Regions from separate parts of the Mus musculus genome. Here regions 2 and 3 are each linked to region 1. A link is a contact called in public HiChIP or PLAC-seq and promoter capture Hi-C data. All regions are on one chromosome and are shown on one strand. The core of a region is the stretch at or near the end of the contact, and the rest is flanking DNA. Distances in the headings are between cores, read along the strand shown.

Region 1 (4,480 bases), core at 1,040-3,539:
CACCTGGCAGGCAGATGCCGTGCATCTTCCTCATTTTTTCCTTTCATCTTGTCACTATCTCGATGTGCGATGTCCTTTAAAAGAATGAGACTAAGTCATCCTCTGCCCGCTGAGAGTACCACACTCGCAGGTGCAGCTGGCGCTCCCAGTACCAGGGTCACACAAACCATCACCCTGAAGGGCCTGAACTACTGAGCTGAGCTTTGTCTGACTGTGTAACACACCCTTCTGACACCCATCTCGCTCTCGATGTTCAAATCAAGACACGGTTGCCAACTAGGGCCAACAAAAGTTTTTATTGAGATGTGTGTTCACAGAAAAACCTGGGGTCCCTGGCTGAGTGAGGGAAAATCTGAACACCCACTGAAAAAATTCAGATGCCAGCATTCAGAAGGAAGGCCAGAACTACTTTCAGGGCGAGTCCCACAGGTGTCTCTAGATGGGAGAAGGGTTGCCACACCAGTGTGAGGTAATGGGTGGGAAGGACCAAATTGCTCACAGGACTGTTCACGCTAGGGTTAGTTTCCATGTCTTTCGTGAGCCTTTGAAAACGAAAACCCGAATTGGGGATGAGAAACAATATAGATAACATAGTGATGACTGGAGAGAAGGGGGGGGGGCGGGATAGAGGGGGAGGGAAAAGGGAAGAGGGAGGGGAGCGGGAAAGGGAAAGGGAGAGGGGATAGAGGGGGAGGAGAAAAGGGAGAGAGAGGGAGAGGGGGAGGTGAAGAGGGAGAGGGAGGGGAAGAGGGAGGGGAGGGGAAGGGAGAGGTGTTTGAGATGGTGTTGCTAGAGGGCTGACCAGGAGAAGAAATTCCTCAAAGGACAATGGCTTTTGTAGGGGCAAGAACAGTCAGGAGCAAGAAGGACCTTTGAGAGTCTGGTTTGGATATTTGGGCTGAATTACACAGAATGAAGCAGAGAACAGAACCCACTTCCCTCCCATCTACTAGGTGAACCCGCTTCTCCAGGTGAGTGTCTACAGCTTTTCTTGCCCTGGAGAAAACTAATATAATAGCCCATCCTTCCCCATCGGTTTGTGAGAACAGCCAGCCCCAACAGCCAGCTCCGAGAAAGCTGATGGGCAGTCCCCTGGCGCATCTGCAAGCACATGGTTCCTCTCTTTGAAGCACCGTTCCACCTGCGCCATCCCGGGGAGGCTACCAAGTGGCCGAGGCAGAGTTCACCTTCGGGGACCGGCCCCGGAACACCGAACTGTCGTCCCTGGAGAGCGAGGAGGCCGAGCTGATCCTGCGCACCTGGCGCCCGGCGCGCGCGCACAGCCCGAACCGGGCCCGGGCGCGGAATGAGCGGTCCAACAGGAGGTAGATGACCGGGTTCGCACTGCTATTGACGAAAGCCAGGCAGGTGGTGACAGTCAGACCCCAGCGCAGAGCCAGCAGCAGGGAGCAGGGCAGCGGCAGCGCCTGGAGCCGCGCCAGGTGGAAGAGGGAGCGCAGGACGCCGAAGGGCAGCCAGCAGCCCACGAAGACGCTCTCCACGGTGAAGATGATGCGCAGGGAGTTGCTCCGGGCCCTACCGACGCGCGGCAGGCGGCGCGACACGCGCCAGTAGCAGATCAGGGTGACAGCCAGCGGCAGCGCGAAGGTCAGTAGCAGCAGCAGCAGCCCGACACCCTGGAGCGCTTCCCAGGGCTCTTCGGCGCACTGGCTGCCCACGCCGTCCAGGCTCGGCTGCAGTCCCCGGTAGAGCAAGGCCGGCAAACCCGCCAGGAACGCCGCAGCCCAGGCGGCGCCGCACACGGCTCGCACACAGCGCGCGCTCCGCAGCGGGCGCGCGCTCAGCGGCCGGCCCACCGCCAGGTAGCGGTCCACGCTCATGCCCGCCAGCAGCAGCGCGCCCGCGCAGCGCGTGACCGCCAGCGCGAAGCTGCTGACTTTGCACAGGCCGTCGCCGAAGGGCCAGAGGCCGCCGCGCGCCTCTGCCGCGGCCCACAGCGGCAGCGTGAGCACGAAGCCCAGGTCGGCGGCCGCCAAGTGCAGCACGAAGGTGTCCACCAGCCGCCGCGGCCCGCGCTGCCGGCTCAGTAGCCACACCACGAAGGCGTTGCCCGGCAGGCCCACGGCGAAGGCCGCCAGGTAGAGCGCTGGGATGATGGCGTGGCCGTAAGGCAGGTTCCAAGCAGGGCACAACTCCACTTGGTCCAGGGAGCCCGAGCCCGAATAGTCCCAGGACAACGTGCCCCAGCTAGGACTCCAGGGTTCGGTGGACTGCATGGCCGGGGTCACCGGGCCGGCGTGCATCCTGGCGCAGGGCGGCTGCCCTCTCTGAGCAGGAGGGGGTTTGCTTTTCACAGCCTGTGCCCAGCACCTCCCTCCCTCCCTTCCTGCCACCCTAGGCCGAGGCTTTGGGGTGAGAAGAGTGTGGGGCTGGGAGGGGCAGGCCTCTGTGGTGGTGATGTTACCTTCCAAGTTGGGGCTGACCCAAAGGGAAGGGCACAACTGGGTATTGTGAGATGTCCTTAGGGCTGAGAGAACTGCGGCCACTCAGAATTGGTGGCTCATCATTTCTGGGTGCTTGGCCTAGTATCTGGGGGAAGGGAGTGGGACTCTGAGATAGGGTGCAAGGGGCAGTGGGTGCCGTAGAGCCCTAACCTGTTCTCGATTCTCACCAGGCGTTTCTTTTCTAGTTTTTAGAGGGGGGGTGGAGGGTGGGGAGACAGACCAGGCATGAGGGTTTCTGAGGGAGGGCAACGCCTCGGCTTCCTTCTCTAATCTGCTCTGCTGTGTAGCACTTGAAGGGGTCTGAAGGTTGAGGGAGATTCCCTTGGTGCCCGATCAAGAATTGGCACCACAGTTCTTGGACTAATTAATAGCCTCCTAGGATAAAAGACTAGACGTGTCACCTGGAGTGACACTTCTGTCCTGGTCCAGGCCTCATGGAGCCGTGTGGAAAGGGTCTAAGCTAGAGACAGAAAGTGTAATCAGGTGGCCCTGCTGGAAGGGGGCCAGGCCCCTGGGTTAACCCTCCTCCTCCTCCTCCCCATACTTCAAAATCTAGCTGATAAGTCAAACAGGGTTATAACCTCTATACAAAAGATGACACAAAATGGCCCCTAACAATCCAACAGATTTGCTATTCTAAATCATGAGACAGTAGCTCTGAGAGTTCTTGTGAACTGATGGGAAAGGGTTTGTGGCTAAAGGGGTGCAGGATGTCTAAGCTTTGTTCCTTCCCATTCCACTCTCAGGGGACCTCTCTGTGCAGCAGGCACTGGCTTCCTCTGCATTGCAAGAAATGCATTCTTGACCTCAGATCCCTTCTCGAGGAGGGGAGAGACACAGGCTGTGTGTGCAACGGCCAGCCTGCCATCAGTCAAACTGTGGTACAGGTTTAAAACCACGTCCACTCAGCGCTTAGAAGGAGGAGCTGTTCATGCTTCGGGGAAAAGGTCCGCAGAAGGGGCGACAGTTCAGGTCGGGTCTAGGAAGGGGTTAAAGGTCAAAAGGAATGGCAAAGCAGAGAGGATGAGCCAGCCCAGGAAGGGATAAAAAAGCAAGTATACTGAGACATGCAGGAAGACACTGGCAGGCTGTGGCCTGATCCTGAAGGCTTTGGGCATCAGTCTGATTTGGCAGGACTGTATGAGTCACAGAGGGGGAAGGCTCATCAAGCCACAGGGACTCCACAGGGGGCTGTTGTATTCATGAAGGAGTTAGATGGTGGTTGTTTTATTTTAGGGGGGGTAAGATCTTTCACTCTCATTAGGCAAGAGTCCTGCCACTGAGTGACATAGTTATTGACACTAGGGACAGAAAAGAGAGGATGTGTCAGGAGATACAGTACAGGTCTCCATGTGGAGAGACTGGAGGGAGATCTGGGATGTCTCTTCTTTGGAACAGTGTGGTAGCTGTCTCTGTCCTTATAGGGCCAGAGCACAGAAGGGCAGCTGTGTGTGCACCCAGATTGACATTGATTGGAAGTAGGATGCTAACATCACTTATGATCCAAACCTAGGCACGTCTGAGAGTGAAAGAGGCATCGTCAGCAATGGATCCCGTGGCTCCATTCTGGGAGCCTCAGGACCCCACCTGGGTCATTTCCTTTCATATACAGAGCCACCTGGCAGGGAATAGGAAGTGGGATGGAGGGCTAGATGGTTTCCAATTTCCATCCCAATCCAGTTTTCACAGCGTAGGGGGTTTTAAGCTAGAGAGGGCGGGTGTAGCCAGATTACATTTTTGTGAGGGGAAAGGGCCTAGAGTTAATTTTCCTCACCTGACTCCGTCCTGCAAAAACCTATCCATTAAATCAAACGTGTGGGGACTGGGATTCATGTCTAGTCTGTTCCGGCCAAGAAGTTTTTTCCTTGGGCTGCTGAGATGACTCAGTAGGTAAAAGTGCTTGTTATTAAGCCTGTGGACCTGAGTTCAAGCCCCAATCTACACAGTAGAAAGAATGAACCTACCTCCCCAAGCTGTCTTCTGATCACACTCGTGCTATAACACACAGGCTCACC
Region 2 (4,480 bases), core at 882-3,381, 340 kb before region 1:
ATGACAGATGTCAGGGAACGCCCTGATAGGTTAGGGAGAAGGGATGTTTGGGCCCTGAACCCAGGTTTGAGATTTTCCTGGCTCTAGGATCTGGAAGCTGAGACAGGTAGAGCAGGGGGGAGGGGGTGTGAAGAGGGGGGTGGGGGGTGGAAAGGGACAAGGTCAGGCATTAAGCAGAGAGGAGTGGGTGGCCTTAAGCTGTGCCCTGAGCTGTGGCTCCAGGAGGCCCTTTGTCACTGCAAACCTGCTTTCAAATGAAGCAGTGACAAAGGCGGTAAATAAAAGGGGAGTTAGGCAAGGGAGTGCGCATCTGTTAGGAGAGGTGCCAGGCGCCCAGACAGGGGCAAAGGGCACCGGGAGCAGCAGAGCTTTTTTGGTGTGGGAGGTGGCAGAGTGTGCCAACAGCCATTTTCTCTTCCTTAGTTCTACCAAGGGATCACTAGGGAACAGAGGAAAGAGGACACATGCCAGGGGCAGAGAGTGTGGGCCTGCTGACTCGCTGGAGGGGTGGCAGAAGTCTACTTCCTTTGTTTTTTCCTTGTCCCTTTACCCATCGCCCTCCCCCTCCCCCAACCAGGTCTCTATAAGCATGTTTGACCTGGACTTTTATTAGCATTTTACTCCATCTAGTTAAATAATAAAAACAAATACGTTCAAGTTTTGCTAATGATATTTGTTAAACAAAGGTTAGCATATTTCTTACTGGGAATCCTTTGTATGAAAATTTCACTCTAAAATTCCCACCTGTAACACCTTGTCAGGTGCACTTTCCACCTTCAGCTTCAGGGACCTGGTCCCTTTCTCCTGGCCTCCCCCAAACTGAGGCTTGTCACTCACACATCAGGGCCATCGGGGAGGACAGGACTGGAAGCCCAAACTCACTGTGAAGAGGGCTCAGTTGAGACTGGGAGTGGTGCCCCCCCAATCCATTTTGGTTCCGGTTTGACACTATTTTCTACTTAAGGTGGGTCAGGGGAAGGGGGCTCTGTATTAAGGATTAGAGAAAGAGAGTGAGCACTCACACCTCCTTCCTTGTTAACAGAGAACTGGCCCCATGATAGTCTTCTAGTCAGATTTGCATCTTTGGTTTGGTTAGAGACTCTATGTAAAATATCAAGGGATCCCAGGGACGTGTGTGTGTGTGTGTGTGTGTGTGTGTGTGTGTGTGTGTGTGTGTGTGTGTGTAGGGGGCGCTCCCTGACCCCCCCCCCAATTCCATAATGCCTCTCCTGAACCAAACTCCATCACAGTAATTGAGTCGCTCCCTTTCCTCCTTCAAACACCACCTTCACTAGGGTTATTGTCTCTCTCCTATTGGGCGCAAGCCGGTTTTGACGATTGCAAAGCCTGAGGAACATGAATGAGAGGATGTGGGGAGAGGTAGGCGAGAGCACCCGGGTCTGAAACTTTAGGACAGACACTTGAAGATAATCGGAGGCTGGTGCCCCTGAAGCAGGACTGGGAAAAGAGAGCCATCTGGATTCAGGAGTTAATCCCAGCTGTGTCCCCCAGTGAGCTACCCATCCTGACCCACAGCGTGCCATCAATCCCCAGCAGCAGGCTAGCTGGGGGCGGCCGGGTCCACCCTGTGGCAATGGCCTGACTGCTGAGATGTGGGCACTCTTCACAGACTCCGTCAAAGCGGGCTGACATTCAGTCCCCAACGGGGCGACGGAAGCGCATCGGGAGGGACGCACCGTCCCAAGGGCTCCGCGCGCAGCCCGCGCGCCTTTACCTCGGTTGGAGTGACTCAAGGTGGACGACTGGGAAGACTTGGACTTCTGCCGTTTGACGGTCATCATCACTTGCTCCTGCACGCGCTGCCTGCCCGACGTGCCGGTCTTCATCTTTTGGTCAGAGGGCAAAGCCAGCGTGGAGTTGTCCTGGTCCTGGAAGCATTCGTACGCCAGCGCGGTCTTGAGCGGAGAGTGGTTCATGGTGGCGGGAGGCGCGGGCCAGGGGAGCCGAGGGTGCGAGTGCGGGCCAGGGGAGCGAGAGTGCGAGCCGGGGTGCGAGCGAGCGCCTGTTCTCCTCTCAGCGGCTCCCTTTGGCCATAGAGCGCTGGTCCGCGTGAGGGCTCCCGGCTGCTGCTCCTGGCGCCTCCGCCCCGGCTCGTCCCTCAGTAGGCACTGGCCGGACCCGCCCTCCGTCAGACAGGATATACCACCCCTGCCCTGCGCCACCCACTCCGCAGGCCGCCGCTCAGACGCGAGCTGCAGGGCACTGTGGCTGCCAGGAGGGAGCTGGGGTGTGTGTGCTGGGCGGCGGGGAGTGCCCGGTGTGCAATGCTCCCAGGCTCGTCCTTCCTCTCCAGGTGACGTCCAGGGGAGACGCCCCTGGGTCCTGCTTCTGCTGCCTCCAGGAGAAAGTGCGTGCTCAGCTAAGGACCAACGGGGGACCTCTGTCGAGGAAAAGGGAGCTCTTCTAGCTCAGTTCCCCCTCTCCGCCTCCCCTCGCCCCCTAAAGCAAAGCGACCCTCAAGCATTGAGATCATGTCAGAGACCAGCCCTGTTCCTTGGGAGCTCTCAGGCTGATGGATGAGGGATCTTTTGCCACTGGCCAAAGAGAGTGCCTTTAGCTTGAAGGGAGTGAAGTCAGGGGCAGGGGCAAGGCAAGACTTAAAAAACAAAACAACCCACAAAGTAACACTCACTTGTGGATACACCCAACACAGAAATCCTGTCAATAATGGACCTTCTCTGAAAAGGCATGTACTACCCCCACACCAATGCCTGGCGTCCAATGAGAAGTTGAGATAAACACTAACTTGAAACCTACTCAGACCCTTACTGGAAAAACTCCCTACTATGTGCCAAGGACTGTGTGTGTTCTCTTCTATGTGCACACAACCTTGGGATGTGTGTGGGGATGTTTCAAGCATGTGGCACCCTCCTGAGCGATGGAGGGTGACACAGCAGTGCATTTGGTGTGTGACAGCAGCTGAGTCTTAAAAGCACTTTGATGGCAATCTTTCTTAAAGGCATCACACCCTGCTTTACCCACTGAAGCTATACTGGAAATATCTTATGCATTTCTTGATGCCTCGGGTTTCTGGTTCTGGGTGTCCATCACTGATGTGCGCAGCCGTGACATCTTGTCAGCTTAGGTTGAGGGTCTCAGTGACTGAATGCCGTTGGTTTTGCCTTCAGGTGTAGCTGTACCTTGTTGCCCACAGGAGTCCTCTTCTGCTTGCTCCTTTAATCTGCATAGAAATCACAAAGTAAGACTGGTTGCTACTTATGCACCAAGGAGACTGACTGCAACCCCGTGATGGTTGTCACCTCTCTTCCAGAGAGGTGGGTACCACATACAGGCAGCTCGGCTGTTCTCCAGACGTCAGTCACAGGAACCACCTGCACAGCAGATTGCTATAAAGCAGACCTTAGCTTCCTCTAGAAACAGTGCTATACTTGAGGGTTGTGTTCTTAAAACAAACAAACAAACAAACAAACAAACAAACAAACGAGACAGATGTGAGCCCAAACATGCCATTGTTGGTGACTAAAGTGAGACACCTTCAATCCATTATCACCACTCCACGTTTGAGAGTCTGCATCCAGCCACAGACTGCTGTACACATCACAGCCTGGCCCCACATGTTAATGGTAAGAAGAGAGGCAGCTTGTTCCCGGTAAGTGACAAAGCCTCTCTTCTAACCGGGCCTGGTGGCTCCTGGGCCACTGCTTCTCCTTCCCACTACCCAGCCTCTCTTAAAAGTCCTATAAAATAGGCATTAAATGCTGTACACATCGGTTCCATGAGGGCCCAAGTGTACTATAAAGTACACACAACAGCTTATAAAAATGCAACTCCATTATAGCATACGCTTGGACTACCGGAGACCTAACATGTTAGCCACAATAAACCTTAATTGAGTCTTTAAATAATGATAATTCTGCTATCTTCTGTAATACACAGGGCCCTGAAGCAGGTGATGGGGTAGCTCATATTCTTATGAAAATCAAGTCCGTGGAAGCCCAAACTGATTTCCTTTAAAAAACCGCTTCCGGGTGTAAAGTTCAATTTGTCTAGCTTCTGCTTTATGATTTGGATATTGACATTATTTTTTGTCGCACCAATAGCAATAGGAAGCATCTGCACTATGTTCCTACAAGCCTGTGCTTACAGTTGGGGCTATGGGTTCTCTTTATGTGGCCCATGCCACCCTTACAATGATCCTATGAACTTGGCACCATCACCATCACCATTTCTTTTCAGATTCGGAAACTGAGGCACTGTAAGTTTGGCAGAACAATTGGGTCCAGAATGTGGCAGTACTTGGCTGCTTCCTTAAGATTTCTTTATCAAGCAGTGGGCTCTGAACCCTTTCAACGCCTTGGGTATATATATATATGTGTGTGTGTGTGTGTGTGTGTGTGTGTGTGTGTGTGTGTATGTATGTGTGTGTGTATGTGTATATGTATGTGTGTGTATGTATATGTGTGTGTGTGTGTGTATGTATGTGTGTGTGTATGTGTAT
Region 3 (4,480 bases), core at 1,386-3,885, 300 kb before region 1:
AGAGAGAGAGAGAAAGAGAGAGAGAGAGAGAGAGAGAGAGAGAGAGAGAGAGAGAGAGAGAGAGAGAGAGAGAGAGAGGTCATGTTGCAAAGGAGAACATGAAATTCTGCTAGTGTCTTCTCCTGGGGATCTACAGAACACTGTTGTCAGGCAGGCGATGGGCCAGAGGGCTTACCAACTAAGTCTGAGTATACAATTATCTCTGCATGGTGAAAAATATCCCCCAAAGAATGCTCTTTTTTTTTCTTTTGAGGCAGGGTTTCACCCACATTAACCCAGGCTAGCCTTAACGCTGAGTTCTGTCTCAGTCTCCCACATCTGGGATTATAGGTACCCACCAGCACAGATGACTTCCAAAAAAATTACTTATTCACCTTTTTAATAGATAAAATGATGGGACAGGGACAGAAGTTAGAGTTTTCATAAAATCAAATCACAAATGCCTGCGGTTAGTCTTCCTGCATTTCTGAACATTCCAGGCTGGGAACGAGAGTCATTCCAGGGAAGGGACAATCTTAACTTGCACCAGGGTCGTGGGCAGATTCTCCCCATGGTATCCTTTAGTGACGCAATGCTGGGGGCCATTTTTGCTCTTGGACTCAAAACAAACAAAAACAAACAAACACCCCCACAGATAAGAGGTAAGGGTGTGGTATCTTTAAGTTCATAGGTCAGAACATCGGGGCTTTCAGGGACTCTCCTTCTACCTGGCCTCTGAGCCTTGAAGTGTGTAGGCTCAACAGTGTGGTCACCTTGCACACTCAGCACAAGGAGCTACGCCCAGGACAGATGCAGCCTTCACACCCTGGTGAGAGCTCCCTGGCTGAGCGGCCTCACCTGCTACATTGATGAAGAAGCTGTGGGTAGCTTCCTTCCCCTGTAGGTTCCTCAGCATCACGGTGTATCGGCCACAGTCCGAGAGGCTAGCTGCAGGGATCAGAAGCTGCGTGAGGCCAGCCTTCACAGTGGTCACACTTCTTTTGGGCAAGGGCAAGCCGTCCTTCAGCCAGGTCACCTCAGGCATGGGGGCAGCCTGAGAACCAAGGGCAAGCTCAAATTGAGAAGAGGAAGGTTTTTTGTTTGTTCATTTGTTTTTTTAAAGTGTCTGTTCAAATAAATTATGTAGTTAGCATATAAAATAATAGGCTTATTGATGACATTTTATTGTGTATGTATCACTGAATCTTCCTGATATTCACTGCTATAGTCCTTCTGCTTTCATTGTACACAATTCTCTCTCACACACACTCGTGCATGCACGCACGCGCACACACACACACACACACACACACACACACACACACACACGCATGCACACAGGCACGCACTCGAGTGCGCTCGAAAAAGCATGCTGATTTTTTCTTTCTTCCCTTAAGGCCGTCACCCTCTTGCTCCTGTTCTTTGTGATTGCTTCCTCCCTGACCTTTGCTCTCCATGGAGGAAATTTTGTAAAAGAAAAAGTATATAAGCTGGGCCCAGTGTAGAAGGGCAAGAAGGACCATTCTAGGCAGGAAGAGATGCGCCTGAGCACATGGGGATCAACGAGGAATAGGCTCTCAGGGAGGTAGCGATGTGTGGGGCTAGCTGGTAGGTATGGAAGGATGCTGGGATAGGAAGAGAGGCTTAGCTGGGAGGCTCAGTAAAACGGTTCTGGCCCTCAGCCTCACCCCCACGCAGACATCTAGACTTCACTGAGCGAGGTGCTGCAGTTAGGACAGTGCAGCTAGTTCTGGATTTACATGAGCGTACTTGGTGGGAGTGAGAAGAGACTCATTGGGACGAGAGTATTCCTTCCCCCCAAGGCAAGCTAGGGGTGTCTCGGGAGTTCCTGCAATAGAGAGAGGCTGCAGGAAGTAGACTATGCATCTGGCCTGGAACTGTGGTGACTGGAGAGGAGAGGAGAGTGGCAGGCTTAGGAAAGGAGCTGGCAGGGCTGGTTAAGAGCAGGTGGCTCACGCCTTTAATCCCAGCACTTGGGAGGCAGAGGCAGAGGCAGGCGAATTTCTGAGTTCGAGGCCAGCCTGGTCTACAAAGTGAGTTCCAGGACAGCTAGGGCTACACAGAGAAACCCTGTCTCAAAAAAAAAAAAAATCACTGACTGCTCTTCTGAAGGTCCTGAGTTCAAATCCCAGCAACCACATGGTGGGTCACAACCACCCATAATGAGATCTGACACCCTCTTCTGGTGCGTCTGAAGACAGTGACAAATAGCAGAGGTCCTGAGTTTGATTCCCAGCAACCACATGATGGTTTACAACCATATACTGATTTACATAAAAATAAATAAATAAATCTTTAAAAAAGATTTATCTGTATCTGAGTGTCAGGCCTATAATGTAACAGTGAGAACTCTCTTCAGCTGCGGGATGATGATGCTACCCACTGCCTATGGGACCCCCATCGTGTGCACCTGAGAATGCTAATAGTAAGTTGCCTATGGGGGTGTCCTAAGGATTTAGGCATCAACGATGCGCGGAAAGCACAGAGCACAGCATCCAGGTTGCTACCACCACTTTCTCAGCCCTTTGGTAAGCTTAGTCTCTTTGGTAAGAGACTGAAGAACTCAGTACCATGTGAGAGATGAGGAGTCAAATTAGTGAGCGGTGACGGCATCAGGCAATCTGTGTTTACTACCACACTAGTGACTGTACGGAGAGTTGTGTGGTGTTGACATTGGCTGGGGACCATCCTGAGTCAGACTCTGATCATTCACTTGCACAAAAATATATTCTAAAGGCAAAAATGATTATCTACCTTGCCGGCTCCCTCAGTTCTGGGACTAAGAAGGGGAGAGGAGATGGTCTAATTTGGAGGTGTAATATTTGAAGTGACCACTAGAGGGGTGTGTAACCCCTGTTCACTCAGCAGCATGAGGCCAAATACAAGCTTGGCTTCAAAAACCATTTTCCTCCCTACCCACCTCACATTGGACCTTATTTAGGAGACAAGTCAAAGTCTATGACTAAGGTTAAAGAATAATAAGGAAGAAGAAGGAACACTCCACGATCGTCTAGTTTCCTGGTTGCTCAGTGACACCCCCCCCCCATGCCTGCCACACACTGCTTCAGGTCTACTCACTTCAAAGGAGAGAGGAACGCGAATACTGTCCCCAACCCTGACCATCAGGGTATCCTTTGTGCCGGAGTCCATGAGGAACCTGGGACAGACTAGAACACACAAGATGGCTTGTCACCTCCCTCCACAGTGAGCAGCTAGCTCACCTAGGATGCAGATCGAAGGCTGAACCAATGGCCTGACAGAGAGTGCTTGGAAGGGTGTGTTGGAGAAAAAAGGCTGGGAGACAGGGACAGTCTTGTGGGACAATCAAAGTTGCTATCCGGGAAGGGTGGGTGACATCTTTTAATGGGGTGACATCCATTGAAGATCAGAGCCAGGACAAGAATCTAAGATTCTGGACTCAGGAGCTCTTGGCTTTTTATTGTCTCCTTATTGTCACAGTGACAACTAGAGAGGATTGGTATGGCTCGCAAAGAGAAAGGATCTGCTTCTAGTGATTAAGTCCCAAAGGGAAACACAATCTGCCTTGCGGTAACAGGGAGCTGGGGGATGTGCTGTCTCAAACCAAGCAGTGCCCACTCCTCGGAGTCACTTGTTTTAAATCATGGTTCTGTGTCATAACAATGGGGAGACCCTGGGTGAAGCATCTCGGGCCTTTGTGGTCATCCCTGGAGCTGTAATGAGAACACATTTCTAAAAGGGGTCCGCTTAGCTCAGTGCTCCCTGCCACCCCTCTGTTAAGAAGGCAACTGATGACTGCATAGCAGTGCCTCTCAGGAAGGGTCTGTAGGATTCATGGTGGGGAAAGGAGGTGTCACTCACCAGTGGCCGGCATGGCATGAACCAATGTGTCCAGGGAAGTGGCCTGGCTCCGGCCCCCATCATTAACTGCTGTCACCCGCACAAAGTAGCCTTCTTGCGGCCGAAGCCCCTTGGCTGTGAAGGTGGTGCCCGGCACAGTTCCCACGTGACATGGGCTCCATTGATGGCTGTCTGAACCACACAACTCCACAATATATCCCTGGGCTTCATCAGCATCCCGGGCATCCGGCACCATCCAGCTCACGGTGATGCTAGTGTTTGATGTGTCTGTAACCTGTAGATCCCGCACAGGCCCTGGGGGTCCTGGGCAAGCACCATGGAAGTTTCAGGAGTGTGGCATCTTCCTCTGAGGAGTCTTCCAACCAAGGAGTCTTGGGGCTTCTTTCACTTAGGGGTTTCTGCAGAACTGTGGGTCCCTGGCTACCCCCTCAACTCACCCACCAACTTGCCAACCCCTAACTATCCCATAATCCTTGACAGCTGGTATTTCCAGTTGAGAACCTTTTGTGCTCCATTGTGTCTGGGGGCTGGAGTCTATGTCTCTATGCTGAATTATAACTCTTAGTTGGGAACGACACCAGCACAGATTTCTTGTTCCTTGTCTGTTAAATGGGAACAAGAGCAGCACTACCTACCCACC

Evidence for each region. Promoter capture Hi-C pulls out the DNA fragments that hold promoters and counts their contacts. HiChIP or PLAC-seq counts read pairs in DNA pulled down with a chosen protein or histone mark.
Region 2: a promoter capture Hi-C map of embryonic stem cells shows a contact between it and region 1, with 3 times the contacts expected there. The contact joins the promoter of Pkp1 here to the promoter of Gpr25 in region 1. A contact is called at or near these places in 9 of 39 promoter capture datasets (the 3T3-L1 cell line, cranial neural crest, embryonic stem cells and 3 more), 1 of 484 Hi-C or Micro-C datasets (embryonic stem cells), 1 of 115 datasets of contacts at active chromatin or transcription factors (bone marrow-derived macrophages) and 1 of 9 other capture datasets (macrophages).
Region 3: an HNF4G HiChIP or PLAC-seq map of pancreatic cancer cells shows a contact between it and region 1. The contact joins the enhancer-like site here to the promoter of Gpr25 in region 1. A contact is called at or near these places in 7 of 39 promoter capture datasets (the 3T3-L1 cell line, the C10 cell line, cranial neural crest and 4 more), 1 of 115 datasets of contacts at active chromatin or transcription factors (pancreatic cancer cells) and 1 of 9 other capture datasets (liver).

The regions. Positions count from the first base shown.
Region 1 is chr1:136,258,637-136,263,116 of GRCm38.p6, forward strand. It overlaps Gpr25 (G protein-coupled receptor 25), which reads right to left and starts at 2,290. Exons shown (of 1, transcript NM_001101516.2): 1 at 278-2,290. The coding sequence starts at 2,237. The coding sequence ends at 1,161.
Region 2 is chr1:135,917,076-135,921,555 of GRCm38.p6, forward strand. It overlaps Pkp1 (plakophilin 1), which reads right to left and starts at 2,132. Exons shown (of 14, transcript NM_019645.3): 1 at 1,736-2,132. The coding sequence starts at 1,937.
Region 3 is chr1:135,955,861-135,960,340 of GRCm38.p6, forward strand. Igfn1 (immunoglobulin-like and fibronectin type III domain containing 1) reads right to left here. Exons shown (of 27, transcript NM_177642.3): 22 at 3,841-4,143; 23 at 3,079-3,167; 24 at 838-1,033. Among named protein-coding and RNA genes, the nearest start is that of Pkp1, 39 kb to the left of the region's middle. Within about 2 kb of position 2,636, at least 3 of the 459 cell types and tissues checked have an H3K27ac peak or open chromatin away from gene starts, as enhancers often do. A contact at or near this core is called in pancreatic cancer cells, where this site is marked.